3 separate regions of the Mus musculus genome follow, and regions 1 and 2 are each linked to region 3. Evidence: chromatin contacts called from public promoter capture Hi-C data. All regions are on one chromosome and are shown on one strand. Each heading gives the region's core, a stretch centred on a gene start, on an enhancer-like site or on the middle of the called end of the contact. The rest is flanking DNA. Distances are from core to core; before and after follow the strand shown.

Evidence for each region. Promoter capture Hi-C pulls out the DNA fragments that hold promoters and counts their contacts. Capture Hi-C pulls out chosen DNA fragments and counts their contacts.
Region 1: a contact with region 3 is called in a promoter capture Hi-C map of adipose tissue. The contact joins the promoter of 0610031O16Rik here to the promoter of Metap1 in region 3.
Region 2: a contact with region 3 is called in a promoter capture Hi-C map of liver. The contact joins the promoter of Adh6b here to the promoter of Metap1 in region 3. A contact is called at or near these places in 2 of 39 promoter capture datasets (cranial neural crest and liver) and 1 of 9 other capture datasets (adipose tissue).

Annotation. Positions count from the first base shown.
Region 1 is chr3:138,238,340-138,241,039 of GRCm38.p6, reverse strand. It overlaps 0610031O16Rik (RIKEN cDNA 0610031O16 gene), which reads left to right and starts at 1,377. Exons shown (of 3, transcript NR_045760.1): 1 at 1,377-1,551.
Region 2 is chr3:138,340,259-138,342,958 of GRCm38.p6, reverse strand. Adh6b (alcohol dehydrogenase 6B (class V)) reads right to left here and starts at 1,320. Exons shown (of 11, transcript NM_001370857.1): 1 at 960-1,320; 2 at 693-796; 3 at 62-160. The coding sequence starts at 100.
Region 3 is chr3:138,487,971-138,490,670 of GRCm38.p6, reverse strand. It overlaps Metap1 (methionyl aminopeptidase 1), which reads left to right and starts at 1,289. Exons shown (of 11, transcript NM_175224.4): 1 at 1,289-1,413. The coding sequence starts at 1,300. Gm32553 (a long non-coding RNA gene) reads left to right here and starts at 2,610. Exons shown (of 2, transcript XR_001784010.2): 1 at 2,610-2,700.

The DNA.
Region 1 (2,700 bases), core at 128-2,627, 250 kb after region 3:
CTCCATCGGTCCAGTATTTCTGGGTGTGGTGTTTCTGTTGAGCACAAAATTTCCCCCAGGATTCTTTTTCCTGAACTCTACTGGGAAAGAAAAACAAGGCTCAGTTGAAAGTTTATCCCAATGTGTGTGTGTGTGTGTGTGTGTGTGTGTGTGTGTGTGTGTGTGTGTGTGTGTGAGAGAGAGAGAGAGAGAGAGAGAGAGAGAGAGAGAGAGAGAGAGAGAGAGAGAGAGAGAATTTTCTGCCTTTCTTCCTAGATTAACTAACTGGCCAATTTGCACACACACACACACACACACACACACACACACACACACACACACACACACACACAGAGAGAGAGAGAGAGCTCTATACTGCCACCTTCTGGTTTTTTAGAAATTCTGGAGAAGAAACTAGTCTTTCATGTTCACATGTACTTCAGACCTGATAGATGTCACTTCTTGTTCCAGCAGCTGGTGACAGGTGACTAGTCCTGTGAAGGAACAGCAGGGACATAAAAGTAAAGTAAGCCGTGGTACACATGATGGCCGAATCACATCCGGGTACTGGAGAGCCCATGACTGGGGTCAGAATAGATATCCTTAAAAGGACTAAGCTGACCCCTAAAGGAGGAGCAGAAATTATTGGTGGCAGGGAGGGTAGCATGAACGGAGATCACAGGAGGACTTACAGAGGGAATCCAACGAAAGAGAAGATGTCCCTGTGGGGTTAGTGCCACAGCCGCAAGCATTTTTCTTTAACACGTGCTAAGCAGACAACGTTGGTGCAGAGGCAGAGAGAAGTTATTCAGCTGGTGCAAGGGGCTCCAGTTCTGTTAAGAAACCCAGAGGGAAAAAATGGAGTCTCTGAACACCTTCTAATCAAAGGAGCAATGTGTTTGGGGTTGCCTTTCAGTTGCTTAGCTTAGGGAAGATTGTAGAAATACATCTTAGGGACAAGACAAGAGGCAGACCATGGGGTTTCCCCAAGTTCTCACCGTACCTTAAGTTGGTTGAAGATAACAGGATAGCAGAATTTACACTGAGTGATTGGCAGTTTTCAAAAGGATAGTGAAAATTAGCTACACAAACTGTAAGTCATACGCAATGGCTCTGGATGGTTTTGACTTTTGTTTTTGGTGAATACTAAGTTAACTTATTTTTTAAAGCTCAAGAAATCTAAGAATACCATAATAGGGATTGGGAAAGTAGCTGAGTTAGTGGACTGCTGGCCTAGTGTGCACAAAATCCTGGATTTTATTCCCAGTATAGCATGAATCAGAAGTTAGAGGCCATCCTTGACAACATAGTGAGTTCCAGGTGAGCCCAGATTATTCACTGACCCTGTGTCACTAAATAATCGTTTAGTTATTAATTCAGTGTTAGTCTCGTACAGAGAGTGAAGGAGTGAGCTCGCCAAGCACAACCAGCAGGGATGAAAGGCTAACTCAGTGAACAACAGAAAGACAGACGGACTTCTGAACAGACACACCGACCAGCAGAAACCACTGGGGAAAGCAACAGTCAGCCAGTGCGACTGACTTAGAGTCCCAAACAGCTATCTTCTTCTGGGTGAGACTTCAAACTAGTTCTTCCTGCCACAGGAAGTTCACATATTTTAAAAGAGTTTATTTTAATGTGTGAATATGTATGTAGATCTGCCGTGTGCCCTGGGCCTCTAGCTAGAGGCCAGGAGAGAGGGACAAAATCCTATGGAGCTGGAGTTTGAGCCACCTGGCATAGGTGCTAGAAATTGAACTCAGACAGACTCTCTGGAAGAGAAGTGTATTCTCTTAATTGTTGAGCCATCTCTTCAGCCCCCACCCACCACCACCACAGGTATTTTAACAAACTGCGGCTGAGTCTTTTGCGTTGGGAGGGTGTCTGGGCTGTCTGGGAGTGTTTGGCTCCCCGCTGTGTTCTGGGCCAGGGTTTTGACTCCCACATTACACTCTTTGGTCTTACGGACATGAATATCTTCACTTCAAACAATTTTTCAGTTTTCTGTTCCCTTTCTCACAAGGGTCAGGGGCCAGCCCGCTGGAGAAAGGATCTCAGAGGACACTCTATAGGATAATCATGCCTGGATCTTAATGGGGGGTTTCCACCCTGCCTCTAGAGCCAGCTCCTCAGGGAGGTTAAACTGCATGCGACAGTTGACTAACATAACTCACTGTCCTCTGTGACGGAGGGACAGAGAGGCCAGAGAAGAGTAAGAAAGAGATTCTGCTCTGATAGCAGGGAGGAGAGGTAGAGGGACTCTGAGCCCTGGCCTCTAGGCACACCTGTGGTGGCATTCCTGAGACCCTTTCAGGAGACATCCTGTTCCTTCCACTTCCATATGAACAGTCATCAATGTCCCTCACTCAGGCATGGTGTACATTGATCAGGCCACCTCATACTTTGAGGGTCCGGGAGGGAAAAGATGTTGGGAAGACTTTGGTTCTGCCTCCTCCTTTGCTCTTTGAATGAATGAATGAATGAATGAAAATACCCTTTTTTGTTATTTTTAAGAGGAGAAAAAGAGGAGCACTGTGATTAGCTAGTCCAGATCTATTCCACAGGAGGCATTATGTGCATGAGGTCGCAGGAATCTGGGGGAGAGGTACAGGGAGGAGAGGAAGACGAGAAAGAGGGGACTGATTGGTTCATTCTCCTGGGATCCGTGAGATGTGGAAATGGACGACACAATCAACATGGCCCCCAGATTTTCTGTCTGGG
Region 2 (2,700 bases), core at 71-2,570, 150 kb after region 3:
CACACATAATATAATGATAACCACTCAGGAGACTATGTTCCAAGAGCAAACCCTGACTTACATTGCTGGATGTTTTTGTGGCGAGGCTGGCTTGTTCCATCTTTGCTTCTGGAAGGTTTAGACTGGAGGGCTCTTCTGTCTCAAGCGGTTACCTGCTGGACTGAGCACAAATGTTCTCTTATACTCCACAGTGACTCAGCCGCGCTATGCTATGCACTAACCAGGGAGGGAGGAGAAGAGAAAGAGAGAAATGAAAAAAATCCAAAGAGAGAAGGATAACAGAAGGAAGAAGCCGGCGAGGAAAGCTGAGGAGGAAAGATGGTGGAGTAGAAGCAAAAGAGGAAAGGGAGTGGGTGTTTTAGAAGAAAAGAGATGAAGAAAAGTTTCTGCAGCGAACCATTTGCACATCCTGTCTTCTGATACTGAACACCACTTTTAGGCTACATGTTTTGAATCATTCCTTTCTGGACGAGCAGACCAAACTTCCTAAAGACTTATAGGTTTAGCTTGTCCCAAGGTTCAAACAAGGATTCCTGTTTCAGCTGCCCTGAGTTTGTGGATGGGCTGGGGTGGGGTGGGGGGAATTATGAGGCATGAGAAAAAATTAGAAAGAAAAGTACAGATTGATAAAGGGTGTTCAGGTGGGGCGGGTGTACGAGAGAGTGAAATTAAACAGGTTGTAGTAGATCTACCTGCCTCTACCTGCCGAAGTGCCACGTATACGGGAGTGTCCTACCAAGCTCTGCACATTTAACACCTTGAAAGAAAAACACATCAAGCTCTGCACATTTAACACCTTGAAAGAAAAACACATCAAGCATTAATATAAGCGAGAAAACAAGAACCATCAAAAAACACATACATTATGTTTTAAACTGGCACAATCAATGAAAAGCAATTATTATTATTATTTTTTGACAAATATTTGCTAGAGCAGCATGAAGCATACATCTACTCACCTCAGAGAGTAAATGCAGGGCGGACTGAAGTAACGACTGCACCGGAGTCTAACTTGTTGAACCACTGAGTTTTTATTGGGGCTCCTAACAGGGGTGAAGCATCATTTGCAGGAGCAAGGATGGCTTCAAAGCAGCCGCATCATCATCACCCGGCTGAATCTCTGGAACGCTCCGCATGGCTTGCACAGGAGTTCCACAGTCTCAGAGACCTCTCTGCGCCTTGCTGGTCAGAGTCTCTCTTGAGCAGTTGCTTAACTGCTTCCACGACCCTTGGGAAAGGTCATGGAGAACCTTGTAGGCTTCAGCTTTCCCAGACACATGACGCTTCTTCCATCCTGACGTTAGCCAGCCCTTCCTCTCCCTCCTGCAGTATTTCCGGTCACAGGAAGTGGCTGTAATGAAGCCGGACTTTACGTTGGCTATTTGTGGCAGCTGTCATGTCCTCGCCATTCCCGCTCCTTTCATGCCCTCTCTCTGACTATACGATGAATCTCAGCAGTCTCCATTAATGTTGCTGGCCTGGCTTCACCGTGAGCTTTCAAACCACTTATGTCCCTTCTTGAGAGCCTGTCTTGCTCTCCCAGCAAGTACCATTTTGTCAGTAATCTTTTTCCTTCCTTCCTGGTGCATGTGTGACATGACCTATCCACATTTGAATCAATTTTATGTAAAAATAAAAGCTAGCCTCTAAGAGTAGCAGGTGGCCATTGGTTCCCGCAAGCACGGGGTTCAGCAGTGATCTACACGCCTGAAGTCTTGATCTACATACACTCCTGAAGTCTTGTGTTACGCTGCTGACTGCTCCCAAACTTCTGTTTTGAACTGCTGCCTTCTGGCTAATGTCTTTGAGCTGGATTGCCACCTGAAGGCTAGCCTGCATTTGGAGCTAGGCTGCTTATGGTTGCATTTGCTGCATCTTAGGAAGCCTCTTTTACTGATTGTAGAAGCAAGAAACTCAACTCAGTATGAATACATACGTGTGGTAGTTAAAATAAGAAATGTCTCCGAGGCTCCTGAATTCGAACCTTTGACCCCCAGCTGGTGGGGACATTTGGGGGACGTTGTACGTGTGTGTGTGTGTGTGTGTGTGTGTGTGTGTGTGTGAAGGTTTATGATCCCACACTGCTTCCTATTCTCTCCATGAGTCTTTCTCTGTGTTTCTGTCTCTCTGTGTTTCTGTCTCCATCTCCGTCTCTGTCTCCATCTTCCTCTTCCTCTCCCTCTATCAGCTTCATGAATGCATCTGCCACCGTACCATGCCTTCCTCAGCATGGTGAACTCTCCCTCTGGAATCATGTGGTAAAATAAATGCTTTCTTCCTTAAACTGCTCTTGGTCATGGTGTTCTATAACACTGCTGTTGGTCATGGTGTTCTGTAACACTGCTGTTGGTCATGGTGTTCTATAACACTGCTGTTGGTCATGGTGTTCTATTAACACTGCTCTTGGTCATTCAAGCCATTAGTCTGTAGTAGAAATTACCAAATATGAAATAGAGGAGAACGTGGTGTTCCTTGCTTTAGCCATCAAAATAGATGCATAATAAGTTCCTTAGGGCTACAGCTCTAAAATATCTCCCATAACAACAAGTTAAAGGTTGAGTGCCTACAATTCTTCAGTCTAGTTAAAATGATAAGCATAGCACAATTAGAATCAAAACAATTCCTTTAATTATGTATTGTACAAAAACTCCTTAGTGAAGGGATAGTTAGATGTATTGTTTCTCCTTCACTTCCTGACTG
Region 3 (2,700 bases), core at 40-2,539:
TGTCAAAAACTGCTTACTATTGCCAAAAATTTTGTTACTCCATATTTAGAAGTTGAGAGCCACAGTTTAGGAAGCTGGGATTTATACAGTTAGATGTCATATACAAACATATACACATATGCAGTCACTAATTTTCTTAAATGTATACATTTTTATTAAAAGTTTACAGTGGTTGGTTATACAGGAAAAGTTATTCAAGAAAACATGAGCTTTTCTGGTGTATTAAGGTGGAAAAGATTTTTTTAAAAGTCACAGCATTCCTCTAGCAACAAACAAACAAAAAAAAAAAATAGAAAACGGCAGTTGTTGTCTACTGATTATGTGTTTGAAAGATTTAGGCTACCGGGTTGTATCTGATAAACTCTAGAGCCTTTTAATTCTCGCATTTCTTTTCTTTTCTCTTTTGGTTTGTTTTCTGAGACAGGGTTTCTATGGGTAACCCTGGCTATCCAAGAACTTACTCTGTAGACCAGGCTGGCCTCCAACTCAGAGAGATCTGCCTGCCTCTAGATCTGAGTGCTAGGTTTAAAGTTTGGCATGCGCTACCACTACCCGGCTAACCCCCCTCAATTCTTGATTGGTGGAATTCGCTCAAACTATAAAATCAGATAATATATATATATTTTAAATCATCGATATTGAACTATCTGGCAGCTACTAGCGCTATGTATTTCAATAGCGGGGTGTGGAAAGACATGAGGAAGAGCGTATTTCAGTCCCATCTCGGTCCATTGATATTTTTTTAAGAATGAGCGTAATTTTTTCTTTCTTTTTTATTTTGAGGAGAACACTGGCAGAGAGAAGCGGAACTCAGAAAAGGGAATTAGTCCCCAAGAAGCTCCCGGCGAACCAAACTGAGGAATCCACGCCCTTCCCAACCACCTGCGAGTGAATGAAACACCGAAGGCTCAAGAATTTCACGCTCGGGGTCCCAACGTCATGGGGTGTAGGATCTCCGCTGACCCCACGTGGCGTCGCCGCCACCGCAAGCCTTGGGGCGGGGCAGGGGAGGCGGCGTAAAGGCTGCCGGGCGGGTCGCCACTACGCGTGCGCGGAGAGGGCGTGGCTGTCAGGGCGGGGGGTCGGCCGAACCGGAGGGAGGGGCGGGGCAGCAGGTGAGCGCGCGCTAAGGGGCGGGGCCCTGGCCGCGCGTGCGCGGAGGGGGGCGGGGGCGCGCTGCGTAGGGGCGGGCCCTGGTCCTCCCGGTCCGGCGCCTAGGCCTGCCATCGGAGCTCCTCCCCGGCTGGGTCCCTCTCCCCGCCCTGTGGCGGTTCCTCCCTCCTCCGGCAGCCAGGCAGCATGGCGGCGGTGGAGACGCGGGTGTGCGAGACGGACGGCTGCAGCAGCGAGGCCAAGCTCCAGTGTCCCACCTGCATCAAGCTGGGCATCCAGGGCTCGTACTTCTGCTCGCAGGTAGCCGCCCACCCCGCGCCCCTCCGGTCCTCCGCCTCTGGGCCTTGTCGCCTCCCGCTCGGGCCTCCGAGCGGCCCGGGCCTCGGGAGCCGGGAGCCCGGCCGCCGGCGCTCTCGGGGGCGGAAGCTGACCTGCGGCGGGTTCGGGCCAGGCCTCCGCGGTCCCGTGGGCGGCCAGGTGTGTGCGCAGGTAGGGACGCGCGGGAGCCGGTAGCCCAAGACCTCCGCCGAGCCGGGGTCGGGTCTGGACGCCGCTGGCCGCGCTCCCGGGGCTTCTCTCCGGTGTCTCTGCAATCCCGGACGGAGACGGAAGCGACCTGCCGGGGCCTGGGGGTGGCTGCAGTCTCCCGTAGAGGAGAGCTGTTTCAGTCTCACTTCTTTTGTGTTTTACTACCGCGCTTTGACATTTAAGTAACTTTGAGTGTAGGCGTGGAGAGAGGTCGGTGTAATTCATTCTTTTCCGTTGGCATCTCAGATTATTAATTTGAGAACCGGTAAGGTAAAGAGATGAGTCACTTCTGTTACTGAAGTTCCTGGAGTAGAAAGGACAGTCCCGCAGGGGTTGTGCTTCAAGGCTCCGACGTAGTTTTTGTGCAACTGAGCAAACCTAGCACTGAGTGGGGCCCTGACAGAAGTGTGTATTTATTGAACAGTATTTGTGTCCCATCGCGTTTCTAGACTCAGAATAATGGCAAGGCAAGTAGTAGATGGTTATTAGGCTCTTAGTTACAATTTGTTGAGGAGAAGAATATAAGTACGTTGGTAATAAACTGACAGGTTCCTGGGAGAGGGGAGTTAATAGGCCAAAGACCTTGGCATGCTAGTTTTTCTGAGAGCTTGAGTAAGTGAAATTACTTAAGTTCCCCAGTTTCAGTGTTACTCTATACAGAGAGAATGAGGGTACCTTTCATTCTGTATTGTACAAGATTGTGCTGACAATGAAATTAAGGAAGACCCTGTAGCCCTATCATTTAGAGACGTTTTGTTTTTTAAAGGATTCCACTACAATTTAATGCTGGTATCTAGATAAAGTTGAAGAAGAATAATTATGTCACCAGTGGTAAGTGATACATGCCTTTAATCGCAGCACTTGGGAGTCAGGCAGGCAAATCTGTCAGTTCTAGGTCAGCCTGGTGTACAAGCAAGTTCCAGGACGGCCAGGGTTCTGGGGTGGGGGCGGGGGTGGGGTGGGGGGAAGAATAGTTATATGAAAATAGCAAAACCAACTATTTTCTAAGATAAAATAGATGGAAAGATAAAATAAGATGAAGCCAATGATTAAAAGCCT